Linked DNA regions of Sus scrofa: region 2 is linked to region 1. The links are chromatin contacts, called in public Hi-C maps. All regions are on one chromosome and are shown on one strand. The core of a region is the stretch at or near the end of the contact, and the rest is flanking DNA. Distances in the headings are between cores, read along the strand shown.

Region 1 (7,359 bases), core at 2,046-4,545:
TGGCGGAAGGGAGCCGTGCCTGTTTCCAGGTCTGCATCCCTGGCAGCATCAGAAATGCAGCTTGTGCCTGGAGATGTGGCAGCAGCAGATTCAGGGGCCAAACCCTTTCCCTGCCTCCTGAGTTAGGCTTTCAGAGGGGGCGGTCCCTGCAGGTGAGGCAAAGCAGACCCTGTGCCCCAGTGTGGGTGGAGGAGGGGCTGGCAACCTACTCCATTGCCTCTACTTTCTTAATCCGCTCTGGGCTGAAGCCCCCCCAGAAACCTGTCCCACATGCACGTTTGCAGGGCTTCTGCCTCCAGCCATCTGCCTGGGGGATGCCTGGTCCAATGGTGGAGGCACCCTCTTGTGCCCCCAAACAGAATCTCCTCCAGGTCTGCAGAATTGCCAGTACCTCCCCATCCAAGAAAAGAGGACTTTGCCCAAGAGAAGTGACAGGAAGGTCTGGAGCTGCCAGGGACTGCAGAGATGGTGGGTGTGTTCCCTCTTTTCCTACCTCCAGGCTAGTGAGGGCATGCTTCCTGGACCCTTGAGCAAGCAATCCTTACACTGGACAAGTGTCCCCCTTTTCACTGTTAACCGTGTCATGGTCCTTGAAGAAGCTGAAGGGCAAGATGGGAGGGAGGGTAAGCTGGGGTCTGACTGGGGCCTGGAACCTTGCAGCCTCTGTCTGAACTCTGGGGCCCCTATTGCAGTGGGGGCAACTGAGGCCCTGGAGGCGGGCCGGTTGAAGTGGTGGTGGTGGGCTTCGGTAAAATGCGTGAACTTGGCTGAGAGTTTCTTCCACTCAAGGAGGGAGACCCTTCTGCACTTATCCAGAAGCCAGGCTGCACAGATTTGGGAAACCTTGTTCTCTACTCAGCGCACCTCACAGGTCACCCCTGTGTTAGTGTGTCCTGCGTTCACTCGCTTGTCGCCAGAGCACGTGGTTGTGAGACAGCCTTTGTGGAGACAGATGTGTCACTGAGGGCAGATTGGTCACTAGGCTGAGAGCAGGAGTGTCAGCACGGGGGCAGTTTACTTGTTTCTAATTGCAACCGAGGATCCCTAATTGATTAAGAAGATTCTGGTGATGGGGATGAATTAGGTCACCACCCACTCCTCTTGGAAGGTCAGCTTTAGCTTTTCCCTGATAAGCTTTTCCCTGGAAGTACTTCTGCTTCCAAAGACCCAGTCTAATCACCCATTTCCTTATTGTCCTAAGCAACTCGCTGGGCAGCTGACCTTCTCTCTGACCTTGGGCAAGATCCTCCCTTTCTTTGGGCTTCCTCTGTCCCATCTCTAATCAGAGGGTAACAGAGAAGCCCGATTCTCTCGGGGACCCTTTGTCTCCATTGCATGCAGACCTCTGCTGCCTGGAGCCCAGGCGAGGCTGAGGGTGTAGAAGCAGGAGGGCTTGGGGTGCCCCTTTGGGGAGGCTGTCCCTCTGAAAAGCTCTTGGGCTGTGCTCCTAGAAACTTAGCGCCTTACCCTACTTGCCTGGTAAAATCTCTGTGCTGACTCCAGGCTGACAGTTTTCTAGGCAAGACTGATGTGCCTAGGAACAGGGCATCCTCCAACAGTTGCATATGGACAGTGACAGTGTCTTCTCACTAGGGTCCGCCATGCCCCTTGTCATAGACATAATGAGAAATAATACTATTTCTTGAAGGGTTACAAGGTGAGGGGCTGCACTGAGGGGCCGAGTAGCCCATTTGATCCTCATAGCAATCCCTTCAGAGTGTATGAGTATTGCCATTTTACAGAGGAGTGTGAGGTTCAGAGAAGTTAGGTAACTTGCCTAAGGCCAGACAGCTAGTGAGTGGCAGAGATGGGATTCTACCCCAGGCCCTTGGCTCTGAAGCCCACGCACATGCTCATAACAGCTTTGCCTACATCTTTTCATTAAGAGCCTAGTTAGAGATCTATTGACAGAACACTGTAAATCAACTATAATAATAAAAAAAATCCACTAAAACTAGAAATGTCCCCCTTCTCTGAGGCACAGCATCCTTTGATTCATCTTATCACTACAAGACTGAACAGCAAAAGTAGGAGATGGCCAAAGTGGTTTAAAATCTCCTTTTGCTCTTATAAAAAGCAGTGCAGAGTAATACCTTGGGTTTACCCACAGTGCTCAAGGCCTCCCTTGAAGGTAGGGGTCAGTCTTCTAACAGGACAAGACTCAGCATGAGTTTGCCCCCTCCTTGTTTGGGGGGGCATGGCTGAAGTATGCCCAGCTTCTGGAGGGCCAGGCCAGTCTGGGGTTGGAGGTAGAGGGCAAGGTTTTATTCTTTCTCTGGCTTTTCTCAGGAGAAGTTGTGGACCAACAGTGGCCTCTGATCACAGCCCTCTTACATCATTGGGCCGCCAGGGAGCAAGTATTTTCCACTCAATTCTTTTCCAGAAATATTAAAAGATAAGCAAACATGGTTTTTAGATTTTTCAAGGAATTTGCAAGCCTCACGCATTCCTTCCCTCCTGTCCAGCTTCTAGGAGAGGACACCCAGATCCAAGTAGCCAGTTGTCTACTGCAACAGATGATAGACATGGCTGTGGTCCATCCCACTGCCACCTGGTGAGGTCAGAGGGTCTCGGGCCCAGGAAGGGCCTCCCCCAGGGTCTCACAGCAAATAGCCCAACTCCTTATACAGAGGCAGTGTTTTCTGGCAAGTGTATCTTCCCACCCAAGTGGGCCTGTCTGGATGGAACTTTTGTGTATGCCTGGCAGGGAATGCTTCCTCCCCTTGGGAGATGCAGAAGCTGAGGCCTCGGGAGGTGATGTTGGAAGGTCCAGCCGGGTGGAGCCAGCAGCTGTGGCAAGCCCTGGGTTCTTGGCGCTGATCCCAGGATTTTTTCCATCTGACTAGCTCTCATGCATGGCATGCAGGGGTCAGAGAAAGCCCTTTTATTTCTGGATTTCCCCCTCTCCAGGAGGCTTCTGACTCATATTCGGAAGCTCTGCCTTTTCATAGTTTGGAACTTGCATCTAGAAAGTTTCTGTGCGAGGCTGCTCCCTCTAAGAAGAATAGCAAGTCCCAGTTGGGCTTATGAAAAATGAAATCAGTCCCCAGCTCTGATCTCTCTGAAAAGTTGTTATTAAATTCTGTGCGTGGCCCTGACCTGGATTTAAAGATTTGCAAGAAGACAAATTCCAAACAGATGCCCATTAGGGCCCTGACAGCCGCAGCTTAAAGATAACATTTACATTCTGCCGGGGTTTGTATCTCTCTGTTCCCTGCTCAGCCCCTCTCTGGCCTCCAGTGGGATCAATACCTCGGTTGAGGTTACATGGAGGTGGCCACATTCTTTTAAGCTGTTTGCTTAGCGTTTGGTTTGCTCTGCTAACATGCCAGGCACTTCTTCCAACAGGCCTGTTTGCCCAGTATTAGGGCTGTTTGCCCAAACACCTACCCCAATCCGAGGGGGGCTCAGCTTTCCAAACAGTTGGTCCCTGCATCTGTCAATCAATAACGCCAATCGGGTTCCTGATACCGACAGCAAGTGTGGCCAAGTCCAATATTTGCCCAAACACCGCCCCCACCCCCCACCCCTGACTCTCCCGGGTTTGACAAGACGGACATTTGCCAGCCGCATGGGATGCTGGGAAGAGGCAATGGTGGCAGACAGGGAGCCGATTCCAGGAAAGAAGGGTGCTCGGAGCAAACACGAGAGTGCCTTTATGAGAGGTAATTTACTGAAATACACAGCGATGGCCTGCTCAGCCAGCCCTGGTGTAATTAAAAATGGCAGGCCTGGGGCTCTGGCTTCCCCAGTGCTGGCCAAGGAAACTGGGCTTCATCTTGTGATGCTTGAGGTTGGATCCAGGGATTGGCTTGGAGTCAGAGGTGATCAGAGGGACCTCAGGATATTATCAAGCCCTGGAAATCAACTCCTGAGAAGAACAAAACAATAGCAAGAGAAAATAGACCCTGAAAAGAGGGGCATGTGTAATGGGTCCAGGCTTTTCCTGTTTTGGAACTTGATGGAGGTTGGTTCGCAACATGGTGAGTACCCTATTTGCCACTGAAGCTGTCACTTTAGAATGGGTACTTTTATGTTATGTGACTTTCACCTCAGTTGGGAAAATTAAAGGGTGAATCCCAATGAGCCCAGGACGTTTACATTGGAGCGGGCTCTACTGCTTAACTCAGGCTTTGGCTCAGAGTAAATGCTTAATAAATGTTTATTGAAAGAACAACCTAACATTTGCACAGTCAACAAAGCGCTTTGTTATACATGAGCTCACTTTGTCCTTAAAGAGAGAGCCCTATGAGGTGGGCAGGGGTAAGTGCCCTCATGCCGTAAATGAGAAACTGAGGCTTAGAGAGGACGCATAGCTAGTGGTGATGGTGCTGGGATTTGAATGCCGAAGTCTCTGGCTTTAAAGTCTGCGCATGTAAAGCTACCCATTGCATCTCCCTCATAGCTTCCAGGACGGGAGAGAAAGAGTCTCGCATAGGTCACCACCCCTTCTTCTAGGGCATTTATTACTAAAAGTATTTTAAAACCGGACCATCCAATGAAGCTGCTCGTTCTCCCCCACAGTTGCTAGCACAGTCTTGATAAATATTTGCTGATTTATTCAGCAGCCAAGACCCACCCCTGGTTGCTGTGGCGACCGTCCGGAGCAAAGCTCAGCAGCTTAGGGTATCAATGACACCAAAGCACTCTGGCTGCTAAGAGCCCAGGAGGAGGAGCTGGGGTCTGTGCATGGGGCCTCCCAGAAGCCTTTGCTGGTGCAAGGTGTTCCCTGCACACTGTGAGCAGGGAAGTCTGGGGGTGGCTGTGCTATCTCCCCATTGTTATTTGACAGCCTAGGTGAGGGTGGTGTGACCTCTTGTTCAAAAATTAGGACTTTCAAGATGGCAACAGCAGAGCATTAAACCCAGCACACATCCCTCTGAGGACAGGGCTTGAGAGGCTGCATGGCTTGCTGGTCATGCAGTGGGTCCTTGGGCGGGCACTGCTGGGCCTCCCTGTGGGCATTTCTGCAGGAACTGTGTGTGGAGCCAGCAAGTGCTGGGGGGCAGGAGGGATAAAATTTGCCTCTTCCCTAGGGTGTCCCCCCTGCTGCCTGGGAGAGAATTATAGTCCACCTCCGCCCTCACCCCATGATCCGAGCAGGCTTCAGACCCAGTTTCCATCTTGTTCCTGCTATCAAGAAGCTGTGTGACTTGGGATGGGCATTCAACTCCTCAGAGCCTCGACTCCTCGGTTATAAAACGGTGCCAATGCTTTTCTCAACAGGTTACTGAGGGGTTAAATGAGAAGATGCAGAAGAGCCTGGCCCGGTGCCAGATACACACTGACCCTCTTCCCAGATCCCAGCATGTCTCACACCAGATCAAGCTGGACTGAGTTCCCTCTCCACTACACAAAGGGTATGAGTTGGCTTACAAGAATCTATAAATAAGAAAAAACACACATGGGTTGCCAACGCAAAGGCTTTCAGAGGCTAAGCAGAGAAGGATATGAAAGAGAGACCCTGCCAGGCAGTGCCTAGGGTCTTGTGGGGACTGCCGTGAACCAGAGGTTGTGTGCCCTCCCTAAAGCCACCGAAATGCACACGGAAAGTTTAAACAGAAGGATTCTGCAAGTTAGGCTGCATGTGAAGTCATTTTGAAAACCATGAAACAAGCTGAATATTGGGACCAGCAAGGTATATATTAGGTGAACACCAAGGGGAGAAATGAAAATGCTGTAAGATCCTACAAGGCGAGTCATAAATTGGCTCTGAGCTTCTTGGGACCAAAGCAGTAAGGCCAACATAATCAGTCATATGTTTTCATTGTCTATGAAGGAAAAATTACATAGCATCTCCTGCTAACCAGCTCTGAAAGACACCTATGAGGGCTTCATTTAGGGCGTCTCGGCCTGTGTACTAAGCCTGGGGCACTGGGTACTATCATTTAGTGCAGACAATAAGCGATTGCAGAACAGTTTTAAAAAAGATACATTTGACTAAAATTTGGTCTGCTTTTATTGCCACTGAACACTGGCAATTGTACCAGTGTCAGTGATTAAATTCTCCTTCATGAAAAATCCTTCATTGGCCTAAGATGTAAACAGTTGTATTCGTAATATGGAGTTTAATAATAATAATAATAATAATGTGCTTTACATTAGGACAATTTTATTAGGTATCCTATACGAGATGTTTTTATTGTACACAGAAGTTATTTAGAGAACTCCTAGTTACAGAATTGGCTCTCCAACCGTGGACCAACCCAAGTGCATTTGTTTTTAGAGTCAGGCTTCAGAATTGTTTGCTAAAAAAAAAAAAAAAAAAAAAAGAATTGTTTGCTTTCTCTTTGGGTACAGTTTGTGTCTCCAAACTGCTGTGGTATTGTGCATTCTTTGTACTTAAAACGAACAATGATAGTGTAGTGATTGTTAAGAAGGAAAAAGGTAACTTGAGTTCTCTTATTCAGTCATTCCAGGTAACCACCGGAGCTTATTTTTGCTTAAAATTTAAAGCGGTACAAGAGTATGAGCTGTGAGGTGTCATATTTTTGTTTAGGAAGTGAAGTACATATTTTAGTTCATGCTGGAGATATTTTACTGAGTTTGAATAGCAGTTTTAAAATTGAAGCTTATAATTGTTTTAAAATGACAGAACAAAATCCAGAAAGCAGATTTATCAATAAACTGTACCTTTTGCTGACATTTTAGTTTTATTAAAATCCTCTTATTTGCTACTGGATAATTATTTACATAAATTATTACTATTATGTCAGATGGTAACCAAAAGACCAAAGTCTGAACTGGTAGGCATATGTAAAAACCATTGTATAAATGGTTGTGCCTTTTTGTCCCATAGGAATTTGGAGTAACTTGCAATGTCTTGCATTACTGTGAAAACGGCAACTAACTCATTTTTCTGAAAGTCTAAAGAAATTTCAAGTGGGAAACTTGTGCCATCTGGAAATGACAGGAATTCAGTGGAGCTCAACTAAGTAAAATGAAAAGAGGAGGGAATCGAAATGTCTGGAGGTATTAAAATTATGCCCTGGAGTTCCCGTCGTGGCCCAGTGGTTAACGAATCCAACTAGGAACCATGAGGTTGTGGGTTCGATCCCTGCCCTTGCTCAGTGGGTTAATGATCCAGCATTGCCGTGAGCTGTGGTGTAGGTCACAGACGTGGCTCGGATCCCACGTTGCTGTGGCTCTGGAGTAGGCTGGCAGCTACAGCTCCGATTCGACCCCTAGCCACAGAAGCGGCCCAAGAAATGGCAAAAAGACAAAGAAAGAAAAAATCATGTCCTGCTTTCACATACAGTGGAATATTACTCAGCCATAAAAAGAATGAAATACTGCCAGCATTTGTAGCAACATGGGTGGACCTAGAGATTATCATACTAAGTGAAGTAAGTTAGAAAG
Region 2 (7,359 bases), core at 2,218-4,717, 440 kb after region 1:
ATGTGCCGGAGAAGGTTCTCTCAAGCCCAGGTTGTCAGCTTCAGCCCGCATGAAAGGACAGGGGTCAGGCTCTAGCGAGACCCAGGCAGCCAGTGGGCAGCCCTGGAAAGAAAAGGAGGACCAGGTAAAAGAAAGTCTTACCTCTTGGGACAAGAAAGGCATGATCTGTGCTAAAATTGTGTTGAGTCTCTTCGCAATCTCTGTCTGCAAAAGAAAAGAGACTGCGTGAGGCTCAGGCAAATCAATCAAGTCGCTGAAATGTCACAGAGTGGAAGGGCCAACACCCCCACCCCCCAAAACCACAGACCCTCGACGGGCTCCATCCTTCCACCCTCACTGGGCCTCCTGCCAGGAGGCCTCGCTAAATCCATGGCATGAAGCAATCTCTTCCAACTCCCTCCAGCCAGGCTGCCCACATTTTGGGGAGCTCCAATTTCCTATCAGAGGTGGTCTCTGTATTTGGTTCACGGTACAGTTGGTCTCCTCCAGATAGAGGCCCAAATCAACACCGCAAAACTAAACAAGAATAACCCCTACACCGCACACTGCAGAAAAACCTAGCATAAGAGTGAAAGGCCATGTGGGAGAAGGAACTGCCAGGCCCAGCAGCCCCCATGGTAACAGCAAGACAGGCTCTCGGGCTCCCAGACAAGTCAAGAGGTGAGGGGCGGCCCCTGGCTGCATGTGTCCAAGGGTTCCCAGGGCCAGCCCCATGCACGGTGATACACAGCTTAGAGGGTCTCCCTCGGCCCCCATTTTCACTGCTGCCTCTTCCTCCCCAGACTAATCTCTCGCCCTTACATGTGCTGCCCAGCCTGAAACCCTAGCACTGACGCTTCGTTCTTCAGGGTAAAGCACTGTCTTCTCTAAGATGCCACTCAGGACACAACTCATTGGATCCCTAGCCCTTGCTCTAAGCTGATCACAGAAAGGCCGATGGATTTTCTGCCCTAGCCCTAACACTGCAGAAAAGATCACATTCAGAAAAACATCAAGAGTTCTGGCCACCTGTGTTCTATGTGAAGCATCTCTGATGGAGAATTTTTTAAAAAAGAAAAAGGAAAAAAAAAAAAAAAAAAAAGAATGGGGCTAAATGGTTAACTGAACCAGACAGGAAGGCCGAGGACCACTGACAGACAAGTCATAGAATTGCTTCTCTTATCTCATTCTGAACCCGAGGCCGCCAGGGCTGAGGTCCCAGAGCTGGCTTCAAAGCCCTCATCAGCACATAGCAATCTTTCAGAGACAAAACCATGACAACAGCCTTTAAAAATCTGTGATCATCTGCATGTCAAATGATTCTGGATGAGAAATCCTTGTGCACTTAAAGACAATGCTGTCTGAAGGCTTACAGACAGACCCTGGACCTCAGGAGAATTCCTGGGGCCAACACCCCCACCCCCCTCAAGTGCCCCCAGCCAGCAATGAGGATGCTTCCTGTTTGTGAAGAGATGGGCCATGGACTAGGAATCCAAAGGGCTTTTGCAGCCCTGCAGCCCAGGGCTGCTGGCTGCAGTGCAGGCTCCAACACAGACCACCTGTTCCCGGCAGGAGGGGCTCTCGGGTGGGGGTCAGGGATCACTGTTCTCTCTGGCAATACTCTGGACCCTCCGGAACAGGACTGGTGTTTCCCGCGGGCATCTGGGGTGAAGCAAGTCTTCGGTGCGAAAGACTGTCCCTCATCTCCCAGGCCCACTGAGTGCCAACAGCGGTCCTCGTGTGTGCAAACTTTCGGTGGGTGTGGGGGTGTATTATGCTGGCTGGGATGCTTGGGACTCGGGGGCACATTTGCACACCCGAGGTAAACTCTAGCAAGGACCCTGTACAGAGTGGTTTGTCAGCATCAGTGCTATTGGCATTTGGGACCAGACAATTCTTTGCTGCATGGGGCTATTCTTGCATTGCAGTTTGTAGCAGCGTCCCAGCCTCTGCCCACTGCTGCCCACCATTCATACTGTAAAGGAAACTGGGAAGGTACTAATTATTGCATAAATGATTAATCTAGGTAAGTGGGAAGAGTCATACTCCAAAACAGGGTCCTTTCTCACTTCTGTTCATTTTTCCTCTCCCCAATTGATAGAGAGTGGCAAGAGTGGATGAAATATAAGAGTTAGGGTTGTATATGCCAAAGTTCTAGAAACAATCAGGTAAGTCCAAACCTGCACAGAGCAACATAATCACTCAACTGTCACAGGTTTATGTGCCAAATAAGAATGGAAGTTTTATTAAAAACAAGAAGCAAAGAGAAATAAACAAAATCAATCATTCTCACTGCTTAGGGAAGCTCACCAAGGCCTCTTACCTCAAATGGCTGGCAGAGCAGTGCCTGGCACACAGTAGGTGCTCAGGAAATGTTGAGCCAAAAGAATCTCACTGGCCTCCCTGCATTTCTTTTTCTGAGACTCCATATTACAGGATCCCCTGGCCAGGGACCTGGGCCTGCCTCAGTTTGGGTGGCATCTGGGGGAAGGGCTGTGGTGGATAGTATTGACATACAACTGGGAGGCAGGGTAGGCAGCAGCCCAAGTCCTTTGCTAACGGGGTGAGGCAGTGGTCAAGCCAGAACAGCCACAAGCTGCCCAGTGGGTCTTAGGCTGCTGGCCCTTCCCCAGCCAGGAAAGCAGGCAGTAGGCCCTGAACCTTCCCGGTCACTTTAGGCCGCTCGGCAACTACAGCTCTCTGGGGTGGGTGGTCAGAAGAGTCCCTACTGTCATCTACTTCCTCCAGCAAACAGGTCAAGTGTCAGGATCTTGGTAGGCCAAGGAACAAAACGAAAAGTAACCTTCTCCCTTGGCACATCTTTTATTAGCAACCATGTGGCCACAGGGTGCCCCTAGGTGGGATCTTTCCCTGCAAGGCCTGGTCCAGAGCACAGCATCCTCTAGTTATGAGCAAAAGGGATCTTCTGGGATTTCATGTGGCCTTGCCTGGCTCAAGGCCTGGTATCCAGGCCATGAGGTGACCATGGCTGGGGTCGCTCCATAGAAGCCCCTCTCATCTCACCTTTCCACTCTTCGAGAGCAGTTTTTACCTCCCAACACCACACACATGAACCAAGCGCCAACAGGACAGATAGGGAATGTTCCAGAAGCCTGGGGTATCCACATTCAGGCTCTCTTCTGCGGCTCAGACTCAATGAAGAGCAACCTCCCTGCGTGGCAGGGAAGGACTCTGGCACACCATGAGTCAGGACTGTACAGAGCTGGGGGCCGGCAAAGGGGAGGGAGCAGTTGGTCCTTGTCCTTGGGTCTGGGTTCTGGGTTTTTTTCGGGGGTCGGGGGAGACAGTATGCAAATCCCATCCCTCCCAGCTGTGACTGTGTCATCACCTGCCATGGGTCACCATGCCCCTCCTGGTCTCCCCACCATGTGGAAGCAGGAATTGAGCCTTGGCCTCCTCTACCTAAGACCATCCAGCCCTGAGCACGGGCTCGGGGCACGCGGGTGTGTCAAAGAATGAACAGGAAAACTGTTCACTAACCGACTTTTTCTCTTAATGTTTATTTTTTGGAGGGTGGTGATTAACGGGAGGGGAAGCTCCTACAAACAGAAAGTTGGCCGGACAGAGGCACTCTTAACAACAACAATGATAATAATAACGGCGAGCATCCGCTGACCCAAGCTGTTCCACACATTTTAGGCGTGTGAGCTCGCAAGAACCGTATAGGGAAGGCGCGTCTTCTAAATCCCCAGTTCTCAGAGGGGGAAACTGACACTTGGCAATTAAGCAACCTCACGAAGCGACTTCCTACAAAGAAGCCAAATTTCGACATTTTGAGACATTTTGAGAGAACTCAGAGAAGTCTTTTTGAAAGAAAAACTACTGTCAGGGTTAATAATTGACAGCATTTCCGATTAGAACAGCTGTTAAAACAGCATTTGATCCAACTCAAACAAGCTCTAAACATCAGTTCCAAGAAAGGAAAGAAAAAAAGGGATCAAGACGTGTGACTTTCAACCAACGGGACGGGTCACAAGTCACCAACTGGAACAAGATCCTAGGTTAGAAAACTCTTTTTGGCAATTCAGGGCACCGCCACCCTGTTACCGATAAGCTGGGGCTCTTGGGCTGGGCCTTCATCCTTCCCTCCATCCTGGTCCCACAAAACCACTGCCTTTGAGTCGGAGCCTCGGAAAGAGAAGCAGAGAGGAGGCGGAGGCTGGGTGGCGGGACGACGGCTTCCTTTGGAAAAAGGTGTTTGCGGAGCCGGGTGCTGCCTTTGAAAGTTCCTTTTCAAGTGTGGTTCAAAGAAGGCAGCTTTGCTGGTGGAAAAATATTGTGCCTCAGAAGGAACTCACCTACTCACCACAGACAGAGAAGTGTGTGCAGAGACCCTGCAAGCTCGAGATCCTGAGCTCCCGAGTGGACACTGGGAGGACCATCTGCCTCCATTGTGGTTGTTAGGCAAGTAAATGACGGAGTACAAAAGAGTTGGGGGGCGGGGGGGGGACTGGTGTCATTTCCCAAAGAGCAGTCTGTTCCACGCCCGTAGGTAACTCCTGTTCACACCATCACCTCCTTGTTAAAGCAGGGCCTCTGAACATCTTACTGTACACAGAGGGCAGTGGGACATTCTCAGAGTGCACTGCTCCAGCAACGCCCTAGCATTCACACTAACTGTTGTTCCCATCCCTTGGGCCTTTGACTCAGGACACTGAATGAAGGGAGATGGGACCGGCTCTCGGTCCACACCCTGGCAACCTCTTGCTCCCAGCCTGCAGCACCTGGCCAGTCTTTGACTTTTTTTTTTTTTGAAATTATTTAACTGACTGCTCAAGACACATCTGACAGCCACTTCCACCAGATTCTCTCCGGTATTTAGTTTTAAACTGCCCTGTCAGCTCTTCGAAAATGCACACATTTTAACCTCAGCCAGATAAAAACAAGGAGAGGGAGGAACCTGGCTGCTTTAAAGAGCATATCATGACCCCCTGCCACACAGAGGTGACCTGGCCTCTATTCCCAGCTCTGTCTCCAATCTCGCTGTGTGGCTTTGGGCCAAATCCCTTCCCTCCTCTGGGCTTCAATTTTGTTGTCTGCAAAACAGAGGGACAAAGTGGATAACTCGTAAGATCCCGGAGCCATCATTTAGAGTCTGAGAAGGCCAAACCCTCCTCAGTCGCTCTGTGACATGTCGATTGCTCCAGAAAGTTCAGTAAAACAGAGCACAGCATGAGTTTAAAGGACAAGCAGAGTAAGAGGCAAGGCATGGACGGATGCTGGGTGTGGGCTAAGCTGCAGCTGGCTGGGGTTCGGTCCCAAGGACCAGTCTTCATAGCATGGCCCGTTCAAGTGCATCCATCAGCCTAACTGAGCACTACAGAGCAGAGCAGGCAAGAGGGTCCTATCTGTGTCAAGCAGCTACTGTCCACGTTCCTTCTGTGATTCACAAGAAGCTTTCGACAGTGAGGCAAGGGCTCTTGAAGATGTTTCACTTGGCGGGAAGTAAGAGCAATTCCCCGTCTATGAGACAGCACAGGGGCTGCCATTAGGGTCCTGATTTCACTTCTCAAACAAGGATCTCTTCATGGCATAGTCAGCACAGCGTGCAGTGATTCTGGAGACCCGTTTGTGGATGTGCGTAAGAATGAGATGAGGAAAAGGGACCTATGTGAGACCTGAGTTACACTCCAAGCCATGTGGAAATGGTGGTTTTCCAGCCAGCTCTGTGACTGACATGTCATATGACCCACAGAAAGTCACATCCTGGTGGCAGGGCCTTGGGTTACTCCACTGTGCACTCCCTCATGTGTGTCTGGGGTGGACGCTTGGTCTGCTCCAGAGTTCTTTTTGTTGTTGTTGTTGTTGATTTGTCTTTGAGGGCCACACCCACAGCATATGGAGGTTCCCAGGCTAGGGATCCAATGAGAGCTGTAGCCGCCAGCTTATGCCAGAGCCACAGCAATGGGGGATCCGAGCCATGTCTGTGACCTAGACTATAGCTCACGGCAACGCCAGATCCTTAACCCACTGAGCGAGGCCAGGGATCGAACCCATGTCCTCATGGATGCCAGTTGGGTTTGTTAACTGTTGAGCCATGACGGGAACTCCTGTTCCGGGGTTCTTGAATTTGAATCAGGTTTTACCTGGCCCTCTGACACAAGTCCTCAGATATTCAAGGTGAGTCTGCCTCATCTTGAATTAAAATCACAGGGGCTCAGGGAGAGGCTGGGGCTGTGCAGGAGGAATCGCCAGCAACCAGGCACCACAGTCACCAGGCAATCAAATATAGGAAGAATCCAGAACAAGGCATCGGGGCAATTTTAAGTTAAAATATTCCATTGCATTTCCTAGGCAATTCTAAATTGATAGGCCCTTAACTATTGGACTACAAGATGAAATTCCTTGCCAGGCATTTTCTCCTGACTGAGCTAGCAGAGCACTGAAATAAAGCAAGTGGGTGTTTTGTTTTGTTTTGTTTTTTTTCCTTTTTAGGGCCGTACCCTGCAGCATATGGAAGTTCCCAAGCTAGGGGTCAAATTGGAGCTGCAGCTGCTGGCCTAAGTCACAGCCACAGCAACATGGATCTGAGCCACATCTGCAACCTACACCGCAGCTCCCGGCAACGCCAGATCCTTAACGCACTGAGTGGGGCCAGGGATGGAACCCACACCCTCATGGATACTATTCGGGTTTGTTACTGCTAAGCCACAATGGGAACTCTGCACATGGGTGTTTTATCGCCCGTGGGAAGGAAGCCCAGAGACAGGAAGGGTCGAGGCCTCCAGCAAAGGTTCCCAGGCCCCACTCCATCTCTGCCATGCAAAGGCTCTAGGGGAGAGCAGCTCCCCGGTGTTTTTAAGAAGGGGGTGAATAAATGACCCACTTAGCAGCCGGGAGATAATGACCCCTGCTCCTGGAGGGGCTGAGGACATTTACATCACCGATCACTCAGTGATAGGTGAGCCTCCTTAAAGGCCCTTTTAGCACTGACATATTGATCAAATTATATATAACTACAACGCCATTAAATATTTATGCTTCCGAGGAAGCCTGCTGAATTCTTTATGCCGGGAGGGCTGGGAACAAGAAAAGGCCCAACCCTGGTGTGACCCTGAGGATCTGTCTCGCTGGAGAGGAAAAGGGACACTGGCTGTAGCCCCCATCACACAGGGTAAGGATGGCAACGAGGATTCCTCCCGCTCCTGGGCAGAAGAAAGGCGAGGGGGTCGAGGAGCTGAGCGCCATCCCACATGCTCCCTGGAAGAAATCCGACTTCCTTTCCTGTGCCCACTAGAAATCTCTGACATTTTCTGCCAAGAGTTTAGGAAGTAAGGGCATTGGGAATGGTGAGGCTGAGTGAGGGGGTGGGAGTGGCACGGGTCAGGGAACAGAGGGAGCATCTAGGCCACTGACCCT

The links. Hi-C and Micro-C count contacts between places; a contact is called where the count stands out from the background.
Region 2: a Hi-C map of liver shows a contact between it and region 1, with 7 times the contacts expected there. The contact joins two enhancer-like sites. A contact is called at or near these places in 5 of 47 Hi-C or Micro-C datasets (blood, brain, embryonic fibroblasts and 1 more) and 1 of 2 datasets of contacts at active chromatin or transcription factors (alveolar macrophages).

Annotation. Positions count from the first base shown.
Region 1 is chr1:167,391,721-167,399,079 of Sscrofa11.1, forward strand. No RefSeq gene overlaps it. Among named protein-coding and RNA genes, the nearest start is that of RPLP1, 99 kb to the left of the region's middle. Within about 2 kb of position 3,296, at least 23 of the 83 cell types and tissues checked have an H3K27ac peak or open chromatin away from gene starts, as enhancers often do. A contact at or near this core is called in liver, where this site is marked.
Region 2 is chr1:167,833,979-167,841,337 of Sscrofa11.1, forward strand. TLE3 (transducin-like enhancer protein 3) reads right to left here. Exons shown (of 20, transcript XM_021100790.1): 5 at 142-204. Among named protein-coding and RNA genes, the nearest start is that of TLE3, 18 kb to the right of the region's middle. Within about 2 kb of position 3,468, at least 3 of the 83 cell types and tissues checked have an H3K27ac peak or open chromatin away from gene starts, as enhancers often do. A contact at or near this core is called in liver, where this site is marked.